Regions from separate parts of the Mus musculus genome. Here region 1 is linked to region 2. A link is a contact called in public ChIA-PET data. All regions are on one chromosome and are shown on one strand. Each heading gives the region's core, a stretch centred on a gene start, on an enhancer-like site or on the middle of the called end of the contact. The rest is flanking DNA. Distances are from core to core; before and after follow the strand shown.

What was found. ChIA-PET counts read pairs in DNA pulled down with a chosen protein or histone mark.
Region 1: an REV-ERBa ChIA-PET map of liver shows a contact between it and region 2, with 5 times the contacts expected there. The contact joins two enhancer-like sites. A contact is called at or near these places in 1 of 39 promoter capture datasets (liver), 1 of 15 datasets of contacts at CTCF or cohesin (the NIH/3T3 cell line), 13 of 484 Hi-C or Micro-C datasets (3T3-L1-derived adipocytes, liver and uterus) and 8 of 115 datasets of contacts at active chromatin or transcription factors (bone marrow-derived dendritic cells, fibro-adipogenic progenitors, hepatocytes and 3 more).

The regions. Positions count from the first base shown.
Region 1 is chr10:96,920,017-96,926,679 of GRCm38.p6, reverse strand. Gm46240 reads right to left here. Exons shown (of 3, transcript XM_017314191.1): 3 at 6,489-6,663. Among named protein-coding and RNA genes, the nearest start is that of Gm46240, 22 kb to the right of the region's middle. Within about 2 kb of position 2,414, at least 26 of the 459 cell types and tissues checked have an H3K27ac peak or open chromatin away from gene starts, as enhancers often do. A contact at or near this core is called in 3T3-L1-derived adipocytes, hepatocytes, liver and 1 more, where this site is marked.
Region 2 is chr10:96,682,127-96,688,617 of GRCm38.p6, reverse strand. No RefSeq gene overlaps it. Among named protein-coding and RNA genes, the nearest start is that of Gm33897, 30 kb to the left of the region's middle. Within about 2 kb of position 2,312, at least 109 of the 459 cell types and tissues checked have an H3K27ac peak or open chromatin away from gene starts, as enhancers often do. A contact at or near this core is called in 3T3-L1-derived adipocytes, hepatocytes, liver and 1 more, where this site is marked.

The DNA.
Region 1 (6,663 bases), core at 1,165-3,664, 240 kb before region 2:
ACAAGTTTGTCAATCTGAGATAGCTATGTCTAGACCTACTGAAGCACCTGCTGCCCTACAGGGTGACTATGGCTGCCATGTTATCCTCTAGGTCACTTGCAACTCCAGTGGGCCTTTTCCACTTGGTCAGATACTACTATCTGTTGCTTTGGCTACATTTTCTTCCCCAATGACCCTGCCTGGAGCTACTGTACTCCAGACCAGAGCCAGACAAGGATGAGCTGGTCTGGCTCCAACTACTGTGGATGCTTCTCTGGGCAAACATGCTCTGGTTTACCAAGAAAAATCTCAGCACTTCTATTATTGAACTGGCTAATTTTTTTATGCCACAGGTGCTTGGTACATGCCACTCTTGTCTAATGTCCTTTCCTGCTTCCTACTGGCAGGATCACCCTTATGGTACAATACAAAATATCCAGACAGTCCTGTAATAGGGGACACAAGGAGCTTGACATTTGATTGATTAGTAGCAAATTCTCCTCTCATTCTGTCTTTATAATGAGCCACTCTAGCCAAAGCCAACATGATAGGAGAGACTCTATTTCAACTTACAGTTTTTAAGTAGTCCTTTATCACTGAGGAAAGTAAAGGCAGGAACTCAAACAAGAACTAAAGTAGAAACAACATATAAATGTCTATTGCTTCACTCTCTGGCTTAGGCCCAAGTAGCTGTTGAATGCATCCAGGGACCAGTTGCTGAGAGCTGGTGCTTCTCATAACAGGCTGGGCCCTTCCTTATAAGTCAACAGCTGGGAAAATGTCCACCACAGACATGCTCACAGGCCAGTCTGATCACGGCAAAGTTTCGATTGAAAATTCCCCTTCTCTGGGGAATCCAGGTTGTGTGTAGTTGACAGAAAACAAACAAACAAACAAAAAAACAACTAACCAGGACCAGGACATAAGGAAACATTACTGAGACCCAATGACAACACAATGACACAAAATTTATTACATGCTCATCCCATGATGCTACCTGTATCTATCATGGGTATTATATTGACCTATGTGAACCTGTTGAATTGTGCATGTTTGGCATTTTTCTTTTTCGATTTTACATGTATTCGAATGGGAAAGATAGAGGAAAGCCTCAGATATTACACCTCAGAAGCTGTCTACTTTATGAGACAGTCTCTCACTGACCGGGGACTGACTGACTAGGTTAGGTAGACTAGCTTATGAGGCACAGGCATCTGCCTGTCTCCACCGCTCTGGGCTTCTTCATATGGATTCTTCTTAGGTCTCTATGTTTGTACTGTAGGCAACTTACCCACTGAGCCATCTCCCCAGCTCTTTGCAGACTTCTTAAGAGATTTCATTTTCTTTCCTTTCCATGGCTAACAGAGAGCCCAACTCAAAACTCTCTGATTTGTGTTCATAAATAATTACGAATGAATTACGGTGCATCAACCTTTCTTGGATAGTCAACAAGTACCAATTCCTTCACATTACCACCACTTTACATGTTAAAATTTCAATGTAATTCCTGCCCTTGTGTCATGCTTTCAAATGACTGATGTGGAGCTGGCATAGTGATTGATCTCAGTCTTTTGTCATAAGAATAACAGCTTCCAGGGCAAGAGAAAAAAAATTTCAAACTTGTTCTTCCAGTGGGGAGTGGTGAAGTAAAGGGCAGAGTTAATGCCAGCAAAGGTCCCGTCGTGTTTGGCATGCCCGATGTTTGCTGTACTTTCTGTCCTGTGTGCTGGAGCTTCTGTTTAACTGAGCTGAGGATTAAAGTATTGAACAAGCAAAGAATTGCTCAACTTTCCTGAGTGGGTGTGTCTCATTCAGTATTTGACAGAAAACCTGTCATTTGAGTATGATATATATTTGCTGGGGTAAACCTGGATAGCTCAGGCTCAAAGGTCTTTTCTGCTCACCTGCAGTGGTAAACCCAATGTCTGCCTTACCTTCAGGCACCGAAGCCTGAAACACATTAAATTTCCATCTCCCCCCACCCCCACCCCCGGCCATTTGGATTTGAACAGTCTCTAAAACAGTCCAGTAAACAAGCAGACAAGACTCCACTTGAGTCTGCTTTATAACCTAAAGCTAAAGCGTTTGTGGAATCACAGACCAGGCTGGGGCATGTCAACTCTGCATTGAAAATCAAAGAATTGCAATTTAAAGGTAGAGGGGCAGGGTGGGGCGGGGCAGGGCTGAGCTGTTAAATCAAAATGGATACAGCTGGGTTTGCTTTTCAACATGTCTAGATGTGAGAAGGAGGTCAGAAAAGAGATGGGTGTGCTCTGCAGTTGATCTGTGACAGAGCAGTATGGCAACAGGCCTATGTAAATTAAACAACTTAGCCAATATGGAAAACACATTTTCAGCAAGTAAATAATGCCATTTAAGGGGTCTGATTGCTAAAGCAGCCTCATTGCTTAATGGGAGGACAGTCATTCATTCAACAAATATTTACTGCCTAGCTCTGAGAGACTGGCAAGGCTGAACATTGGTAAGCAATCACTTCTGCCCTGAAGTTTGAATGTTTTTTTTGTGATGAGATTTTAAAATATTATGGAGATTTTGTTTTTCTTTCTTTGAGATAGGGCCTTACATTTCCCATCCTGGCATCAAACTCAAGCTTGTTTTTAAGCAGAAGATGATCTCGAATCTCAGCATTCCCTGCCCACTTACCCACTTCTGAGTCTGGAGACATCAGGCAGTGTCCTGAGACACATCTGGTTTATGAGATCCTGGGCATCCAACCTATGTGCCGAGGAAGCAACTGAGCAATATCTTCTGCATGAAATAGGTCATTTTCAGAAAATCAATCAATTTGTATGAAAGACCCAAAGATAGGAAAACTGCTTTTCTGTCAACACAGATGTTTGAGCAAAGCATATAAACATATTCCTAGTCTAACCTGTATCTGCGGGAATCACTCCATCCCAATACATCTGTATACAAGGATATATATGGAAGATAACACTTTTGGAGCCTCAGTTGAATGTGCTGAGTTTTGTCAGTGATCAAAGGAGACCACACTGTCTGAATTATATTCATGAAGAACACAACTACTTTATGGAAATAGGGTTTCAGGCTTCAAGTCTTAAATTTTAAACTGTTTGAATCAAGATGTATAAAGTTATGTGAAGTAAATGACAGACACCCCCCCCCCAATTTAGGCAGCTATGGATGCCATCAAAATGGCAGAATGTAGAATGCAGTAACTGCATTCTAACAGGATGAAAACAGGAGAAAAATCATCATGGAGGTGTGGCATAAAGTCACCAGAGACAAAGTGACCATCATGGACAAGGTCCAAGCTTAACAGGATGGAAGTTGGTGGACACATTAGCAGACCCCACTCCTTTGGGCGGAGAGATTCATACATTATATTACTGAAATGTCAACTGTCACCCATGAGAAGGAATATTTCTGTCTATCCTTTTCAGTTAGTATAGACTTAAGAGTTGTCTACCATATCACTCTATACTGTGTCAATGAGCATCAATCGTTGGCAGTAGACTACAAACTCTCCATACAAAATTATTTGTTCAAGTTCTCGTTTTCATAGATCATGAGCATGCACAGATTCCATGCACCTTCTGTCACACTTACTTTAATTAATTATGCATCCATTTTTTTCACGAGTATTTATGAGGCCAGTTCCGTGCCAATTATTTGGTGATGTCACTGGTAACATTTTGCAAAGATCTGGGTTCCTTCCCATCGTGGTTTGAATATAGTTGTCCCTGGGGATGGCACTATAAGGAGGTGTGGCCTTGTTAGAAGAAGAGTGTCTCTGTACAGGGTGGGCTTTGAGACTGTCCTCCTAACTGCCTGGAAGACAGTCGTCTTCTGGATGCAGATGGATCAAGATGTAGAACTCTCGGCTCCTCCAGCACCAAGCTTGCCTGGATGCTGCCATGCTTCTAGCCTTCATGATAAAGCACTGAACCTCTGAACCTGTAAGCCAGCCCCAATTAAATGTTGTCCTTTATAATAGTCGCTTTGGTCATGGAGTCTCTTCACAGGAATAGAAACCCTAAGACACTCCTCAATTTGTCTTCCTATAAGTTTGATGTCATCCTGCCTTTTTATTTTTATTCCCTTGGGTTTATGGACTTTCCAAGATGTTGAAATCCCACCTGGGGTTATTCTGAGATGAAATCCTGGGGAGATAATTCCTATTCATTGTGATCATGAATGGAGGGTGAATAGAAGTCGGTGCCCTAAGAGGATCGTGGGAGAGCTTGCCTACCCTTTGAGCTCGTACCCATGTGTGAACACAGAAAGAAGCCACCCATCTGACACAGAGGAGGGCCTGCACTGGAGGCCAACCACAATCATGCTGGCCCTGTAATCTTAGACTTCCAGCCTCTAGAACTGTCAAGTATGTATTTATAGGTTTTGTAAGCTCCAACAACCATAGCATTTTCTTATAGGAGACTGAGCTAAGAATCTTACTTTTTAATACTACTATGTTATTATGTATAGCATATACTTAAGCAATATTTTTGTGCTGAGCTGTTTCTGTATTTTTTTAAGGGGGGCTATTATGTTCTATCTAACTTCTGAGATTTTTCTTGATTCTCAATTATAGCTGTGATTCACTTATATTATATGGAGTTATGGCTTATTCATTTTCATTCCTGTATAATGTTACATTTATGAATGATTTTTTTGTTCCCTCATCTTGTGATACATATTTGCATTTAGAATTATGTACATATGTATGTGTGTTTATATGTGTGCAAATGCAGGTGTCTCTTTGAATGTGAGTGCAGATAAATGCACCCAGGTGTGGAAGCAAGAGATCAGTCTCAGGCACCATTCTTTGGGTACCAAACTACCTTGTTTTTGTTTTACTTGGCTTGGTGGGAGTGGGAGAGAGAAGGGGAGAGGAAGAGAACAAAAGAGGGAAGTGAGAGAGAGAGGGAGAGAGAAGGAGGGAATGAGGGAGGGAGAGAGGGGAAGAGAGAGGGAAGGAGGGAGGGAGAGAGGAAGACAGGGAGAAAGGGAGGTAAGAAAGGAGGGAGGGAGAGAAAGAGAATGAGAGAGAAAAAGATTTGGCTGGAACTCACCTACTAGGTTAAGCGATCTAAGTAAGCCCCATAACCCCCCCCCCCCCCCCCCCGTTGCTGGAGTTACAAGCATGTGCAACCACACCCAACAATTTTATGTGGATTTTGAGAGATTAAGCTCAAATCTTTGTGCCTGTGAAACAAGTATTTTGCCAACTGAGCCTTCTCCCAAGTCCTAGTTATTTGCCATTTGTAATGATTTTTTTTTAAATGTATTCATGTAATGGGGCCGGTTGGAGTGAGTGGGTGTGTTGAGTGGAGAGATAACACCCACTGCACAACACATGTGGAGCTTAGAGGACAATTTATCAGGAGCCAATTCTTTCCTCCCATCTGTCTCAAAGCAAGGTCTCTTTTATATCTGCTAGTGTTAACTTGCCTTCCAGCTTCTGACTTTACCTCCAGTCAGTCTTCCAGTAGAAATGCTTGGGTTATAGATATTACAGGAGCTTATAGATTTTGACATGGGTTTGAGGGGTGGAAATCAGGTCCTGAAAGCTTACAAAGTAAATGTTTTTATCCTCTAAATCGATTTCACCCACCCTGTAGAGATTTTTTTGTCTTTCCGAAATTATTAGCAATATTACTATAAACATGTTATATATGACTTTCAGCACAGATAAGCAAGTATGCCGTGTAAATTTATATCTAGAAAATAAGTTTGTATATCCTAAGGTATACAAGTGTTAATTTTTTACAAGAAAACTTTAAATTATTTTCCAAGGCAGAAAAATAATTTCATTCTCGTGCCACCAGTGTAGGAGGTATTATTGATCCACCTCTCTCCAACAACTAGAATTATCAAACTTCCTCTAATTGCTCCAACAAATGCATACTAAATGACATCTTCTCATGGTCATGATTGATAGTAACTGGAGAGTTAATGAAGTTGGCGGTTTCTTCACCTGCTTGTTGTCTAATGACTTTCCAGTGCATTTATTAGACAACTAGACTATACAGCCTAATAGTGAGGAATTGATTTTGGGCAGGAGACATACATTCTCTAACTTGCTCTCTAGAATGTTAGCATTTTCTGTGTTATGGATACTGCACTCCTAGTGCTTGATCCATAGCTATGTATTTGCCTCTGCTGTGTACTCTAGACATCCCAGAGTGAGCAATGAATGGTTGATTCTCAAAGACTAGCAGTGTTTTATGAATATTAGTGATCTTTTAACTTACCTGAAGAGATCATTCCAGCTTGTTGGAGATAGAGCTTTACTTCAAAAAGCAAAACTCTTTATTTGCAACTAACTTACACTAGAATTTGCTCTCTGGATGATAACAATACCTTTCTATGTTTAACATATCTTTGAGGATGAAGTGTACAGATCAGCACTAGAGAGCATGCAAAAACAGGCTTTTATTTCTCCCATAATCCATCATTTAATTCTTGAAGGACATAACTTGTAAAAGCAGCTAAAGGCTCTGTTAGAAGCCGAAGACCATCGTTTCTCCTAACACGTGTAAGGGGGAGCAGAGAAGATATGTGATTCGTCGTCCCACATGCTTTGTGACTAAAGCAATCATGACTCTTCACTCTGTCCAAATTGGTTGTGAGGAATGGTCTGATGGGGATGTTGCCATCCTCTGGGTATCAAAAAACCAAAAGGATCCCAACTTTGAT
Region 2 (6,491 bases), core at 1,063-3,562:
TGCCTTGTCTTGGCACCTTCCATTCCTACTGAACCCTTTTCTCTTCTCCACCAGTGCCCCTTGTGCTTCACATGTCCTTTCTTCTTCTTAATGATCCTGTGAGTTTCATTAGAATGTCATTAGAGCAGGAATAAGGAGTCATTTGTAGGAATGTGAGCACCTTACCTGAGGTTACATCATTGAACAAGTTGTCTCTCCCTTTCTGGTAATGGTTAATCTTAATTAATTGTCAACGTGATTCTACTGATAAACACCTAGGATTGAAAGAAAGCACTACAGTGGGGTGTCCGTGTTGACAATCAGATTCTGAACTGATGATAGGGTTAGCCCTTGATGGCTTCATAACAGGATGGCTTCCACTGGGAGATGGAAACCTGCTTGGAAACAGTAGTTCTCCCTCTGTCTCTGTCTCTGACTGTCTCTATTTGTCTCTCTGTGTGTATCTGTTCTGTCTGTGTCTGTCTTTATCTCTCTATCTCTCTCTGTCTCTCTCTGTCTGTCTCTTTCTGTCTCTGTCTCTCTCTCTGCCAACCTCGATCACATGCTCTCCCCCCACCCCCATTCCGCCCAAGTACCAGGCTAAGCAATCCCAATCTGACCCTCTGTATTTACACCAAACATTTCCTTATGACGTGGCATGTGATGCATAGATAGATGTCCTACATAAACCATATTATCCAACCAGTCAACATGGGTGCGAGTCATCTAAGTCAAGGGTAATTGTCTTCAAAGCAGCCTATCACCCATTTGCTCAATAAGAAATCACTGAACCCCTCCTGTTCTGTGCTAGGAGCTGGGGATTTGTGGGTAGCCATGGCAACGTCTTAATAGGTGATAGATTGGAGTGAGCTGATCATTCACATTGTAGCAGTGTATTTTTGATTTTATATTCTAAAATTTAGATGGGGCTGACCTATTTTAACAAGACCATAGGGGGAGATTCTGAGCCTGCCAAAAACCAGGGGTACTTTCCAGGGTCCCAGCAAGTCTCTCTGATCCAACAGAGGAAGGGAGTAATAAATGAAAGGACCCGAAAGCATCCTTCCCACAACCAGCACATGGCAAAGCAAATTTTTTCTCATTAGTGTTTGAGGTAGATGTTATGGGTAACTTGCTTCTCTTCTGTCTTCATACTTAACTGGAACATTCTTTGATTGCCAACATCTATAAAGAAATACCATGCACAGAGTGTTTTATGTTCCAACACCATGAACCACCACTGCCCCTGGCCACCCATCCCCGCCCCAAAGATTTCTCTTCATCCTCTTCCAAAACCCCACTATATGGCTCTCCCTTAGAAGGTCAAGATGGTTGAAATAGAGGCAGTGATTGAGGTGAGGTTGTAGCCAGTCACTGACAGGCTTATTAAGTAAACATCATTGAGAAAACGCAGAGCATCGTCCACTGCTGTGAGTTTGGATTCGGAATCTGTAAATATACAAAGGGAAAAAGAGCTTTGGTGTCTCACAGCGCTTTCTGTCCAGGAGCCAAGAAGTTCAGTTGCACATGTGTGTTTTTGCAGACTCCTGGCTTGCACTCCTCTTCCTTATTCTGGCTGCCCCCTGCACCACTCTTGGCAAGCCTCACTCTGGAGAGGTCTGAAAAAGTTTCCATCCAAGCGATTCCTTTAGTTAATCATTAGCAGCTCTGGTAAAAAACTGTTGGTGAGCCAGTTGGAAAAAACTAACTGGGGGGGGGGGGAAATCTCAGAGTTCATTCATTTGAGACACTTCAGGAATCTTATCCTGGTATACTGAGCTATGGGTGGGCACCAGTGAGACACTACACTAAGAAATGATATCTAATCATGTCTCTGTATCTAATATAGGCTGCATGACATTGGTCAAGGGAGAGAAAGGTCATTGGTAAATAAATACACAGGTTAGAAACACTTCATCTTAACAGACAATTTAGGTGTTTTTATCTCCCATTCTACAATGTTAGATTTGAAACCAAAAGCTGTTCAACTTTGCCCGTATTAGAGCATCTTTACTTAAGTAAACAAGGAGTGTCAACTTGTTGCTCTCTGCAAAGCTTTTCTCAATCTGTTAGCTTGTGAATCATGTAACCCAGCAAGAAGCAAACAACCTCTCTTGCAGTTTCCACACAACTTTTCCCTTCTTGGCCGGGATTTCACAGCAAACTTTGGGTACACATAAACAAAGCTGTCTTCTGCACATAAAGATGACAGAGCTGTTGTTCACTCATTAGCTGTCAATATAACATGGCTTTCACTCCCCCGTGGCCGTGGCCGTGGCCTCACCCTTGTTTAGATTGCTCAGTTCCTTCAGTTTAGAGGACATTAAAAAGCAGAACTGGCCTGGCTGTTTTACGTTGATGGTGAACTTTATGCCTTGGTTGTGTTGCAACCCCAGAGTTTACTCAATTCCACCTGGCAATTCAGTTCTTTGAGATAAAGGAGGTTTCTCTGGGGGAAGCCAATAACAGTTTCTCTTTTGGGTCTCTTGTTGGCAGACAGCTGGTGGCACATTTAATACAGTCATATGACTAAGTGTGTGTGTGTGTGTGTGTGTGTGTGTGTGTGTGTGTGAAACTTTTTAACAGTTAAAAACAAAACTAGTGGAACCCAAAGGAAGCTATTGCCATGTCAGAGAACCTAGAGCATCATCTTGTTCGAAACTTTGTAAGGATGTCTTTTAGAAAAATCATCTCTTGGGGTGTAGGGGAGGCGGGGCAGGGCAGGGAATGTACGTGTGCGTGCGCGCGCGCGTGTGTGTGTGTGTGTGTGTGTGTGTGTGTGTACGTGCACTCACCTGCAGGTTTTGGAACTGTCATAAAGAATCCTGAAATACCCAATGAAAACTCCAAGCACCTCCTATGTTCTCACTCTCCCAAGCACTGTTGGATTTGAATCAATTTCTCATGACTGAAGTGAGAGTTGCATTTGTAGATCTTTTTTGCAAGTCCCGCATGTAGCTGTACACTTTTAGAAAACTACACTGAAAATGACAAACTTAGTAATAACTACACATGGAAACAGTGAGTGCAAGGTACGTAAAGAAAATTGGCAAAGGACCCATCAATAGGAATTCCAAGAAAGGAAAACTTCACGCTGTGACCTAACCAAACAGAAACTGTCTTCATATACACATCTGAGTACAGGAAAGAAAGAAAGAAAGAAAGAAAGAAAGAAAGAAAGAAAGAAAGAAAGAAAGAAAGAAAGAAAACTAATGACCTTTTCTAGCTCCAACCTAAAATATGTTGATAACCTTAACTTTACAAGTTGTGGAATTAGTTTTGCTTAGATAAACCACCCATGCAAGTGATTAGCTGATGATGAGGTCACTACAGCAAATCCCAGCCCTCTTACATGGAGCTTGGGAAGTCGGTGATGAGGATCATTCACATACGCAGAAAGGATCCCAAGTAAATATGAAGGTAGACATCGGAAGGACAGGTCTGAGAAACAAAGAAACCCAAAAATTGACATCAAACCACTAGAAGCCAGAAGGGACTCTCTGATTCTCATAGGGTTTAGGAAGAATCACTCTGCAGCCTTGACGGTTGAGCTAACCTTGGATAGATGCTCTCCAGCCCATGATGGACTTCTGTTGTTTCAGTTGACAAGTTTATGGTATTTTGCTAGAGCAGCCCCAGGAGACTTGGTATAGTTTGTAGATCCTCAGCCCAGGGAGTGGTACTTTTAGAAGGTAAGGCCCTATTGGAATAGTTGTAGCCTAGGAGTAGATATGTCACTGTGGGTCTGGGCTTCATGACCCTCATCCTAGCTGCCTAGAAGCCAGTATTTTGCTAGCAGCCTTCAGATGAAGATGTAGAACTCTCAGCTCCTCCTGTACCATGCCTGCCTGGATACTATGTTCCCACCTTGATCATAACAGATTGAACCTCTGACCCTGTAAGCCACCCCCAATTAAATGTTGTCCTTATAAGAGTTGTCTTGGTCATGGTGTCTGTTCATAGCAGTAAAACCCTAAGACAAGACTGATACACATAGTTCTCCTCAAGGTCATCTCCTGGGCACACCTTTTGTTTCTCTCGCTCCTTACTCATATAGCACCTGTAAAGCAAGGAAGAGAAACATTCGAGTAGGGCCCGAGGTTCCCTCAGATTTCTGTGTCTATAATCCTGACTTTTCTAATTTTAGAGAAACAGCCTTAAGAACTTTCCAACATTTAAAAAAAAAAGTGGCTGATTCTTCCTGTTGGCCTAAGAGAAAATAAAAAATAAAAAAAAAACTTTTAATTTAATTTAAAAAACAAGCAAACAAAAACTGTTAACTTGATCTGGGAACTGAGTTCAAGGGCTTGAGTTGAAACTCCACCTAGACAGCCCATAGCATCTGGAGAAGCAGATTTTACCTCCAATGGATCCTTCAGTTCAAAGCCAACATCAAATATCCTAATTATATCCTGATCCTCTGCTGGCAGTAGATACTTTCAGAACGCAGCACTGACCTTTGTGTGTTTGGTTTTTTGGTCTTGTTTTTTATTCACTCCTTTATTCTTTGACACTTTCAAATGTGTATATAATGTGTTTTTGTCCATTGCTCCCATCATTCTCTCATCCATCTCCCACTGAGACCCTTCCTCATCCTAAAAATAAAAGGGCTCCCTCCACCTCCACCTGTGGTCCCCCGCTTCACCTCTCCATCCCCCACCTCCCTCTCCCCCTCCCCTTAACCTCCATATCCCCCTCCCCCTTCCCCCACATATCCCTCTCCCTCTACCTCTATCTCCTCCTGTCCCTCCCCCCTCCCCTTCCACCTTCCTCTCCCCCTCCTCCCTGTCACACAGTTACCATGCTTTTGGGGGTTAGGTTTTGTGTGGCCCAAGGAGTTTAATTAGGGTTGTTTGGACAAACATGGATGCAAGGCTATTTACGGGTCTTTGGGAAACTTTCCAGTTGTCTATACGACTGAAGATAATGATACCTATCTTCCAACCCCACCAACCAAGAATTGCCAATATTTCCTTTGAAAGGGACAGAGCCTCGTGAGCCCCTTCCCCACATATGATGGAGTGGAGCCCAGTCTTGAGCAGGCATTTTGCAGGTTACCACACCCCAGCACAGTCTTTAAACAGCTGGCTTAGCCCAGTTTAATGGCTTTGTTTTACCTCTGTGACTTCCTCTTGGAGAAGAGTGAATGGTTTAGGTGCCTGGAAGTACCTGAAATGAGATTGGAGCTATCAATTACCTACAAGGATGGAGGACAGACATTCAGAGATGCATTTCTGTGTAATTTTTCCAAAGATGCATGAACTGTCTAAGGACATCTCTGTTCACCCCCAATAAAAGTACAACCACACAAATGAATGAGACCACTCAAATCCAACCAGCAGTGGAATCAGGGACCTGATGCTTGAAGACTCGCAGGCAGCTGAGTGATCCTAAAGCCACCTCAACATGGTTGACAACTCACAAGAGCGACATTTCTAGAGCTTTCCTACAGGCAACCCCATCGGTGAGTGGAATCACTGTTTACTGCTTTATACATACTTGGGAAGGGGCAGGGTTAATCCTGTTTCCTATTGAATTCCTTGAGTCTTGACAACCTCACGAACTCCATGAGATTCATGCATTTCCTTAACTTCCCAAGTCTTATAAGCCTCTCTCTTCTTCCCAGAAGGGACTTTTTGATTCTGAGGAAACAGCTACACAGAAATACATCTTAGCATTCATTAATTTAGGAATGGGACAGGGTGAAAGAAAGCAGCTTCGAATTAAGGGACAGTAGTGCCTGCTGGGAGTTCTGGGCAAGGACTTTATCCCTTGAAATCATGGATGACTAGAATGCTTTTGAGTCCAGGTCATGGGAGAAAAGGAAGCTGAGCCTGAAATTGGCAGCTTCCGCCGATATGATATATAAAAGAGGAATGGATTTCATTATTAAACAAATGACAATTTATTTTCCTATCTCTTGCTCAATTTCCTAAGAGACTTTCTCTTAATTATAATTCTCAATTTGTAATTTCAAATATGATCATAGGCCCACATTGGCACACCATATTGATAAGTTTTGGAAACGTAATTAGGAATCTAAGACCATCATTAACTGTAGAAGTCTTTTTTCCAACTGTGACAGTGTCACAGGAAAAAAACTTATCACACAGGCATAGTGTTCTACAATGTGGCATCTTGATTTGTCAATAAGAAAAGTAAATGCACTTAACGATTCTAGAAAAATCTCCTGGATGCTGTCACCCTTTGTAAGGAGGGCTTTGTGTAATATAACATACAGACTATTGAAAGGGGATACTTGCCAAGTGGCTGGTTGTCCTCAGTGGACACTGACAGACACTTCAATGGCTGCCTTTGCTTCAGAGTGAAGCCAGTTTCAGATACTCTGTCCATGCTAGTAATGGGTCTTGCCATTACTACTCTTAAAGGCTCTATGTTCTCTAATAAGCCTTCTAGCAGGTGCCAGTGATGAAGTCTGAACGATCCCTTAGGAGTCTGCTTCAGCTGGCAAGACTACAATGCCATATACACGTACACATGCACATGCCTCA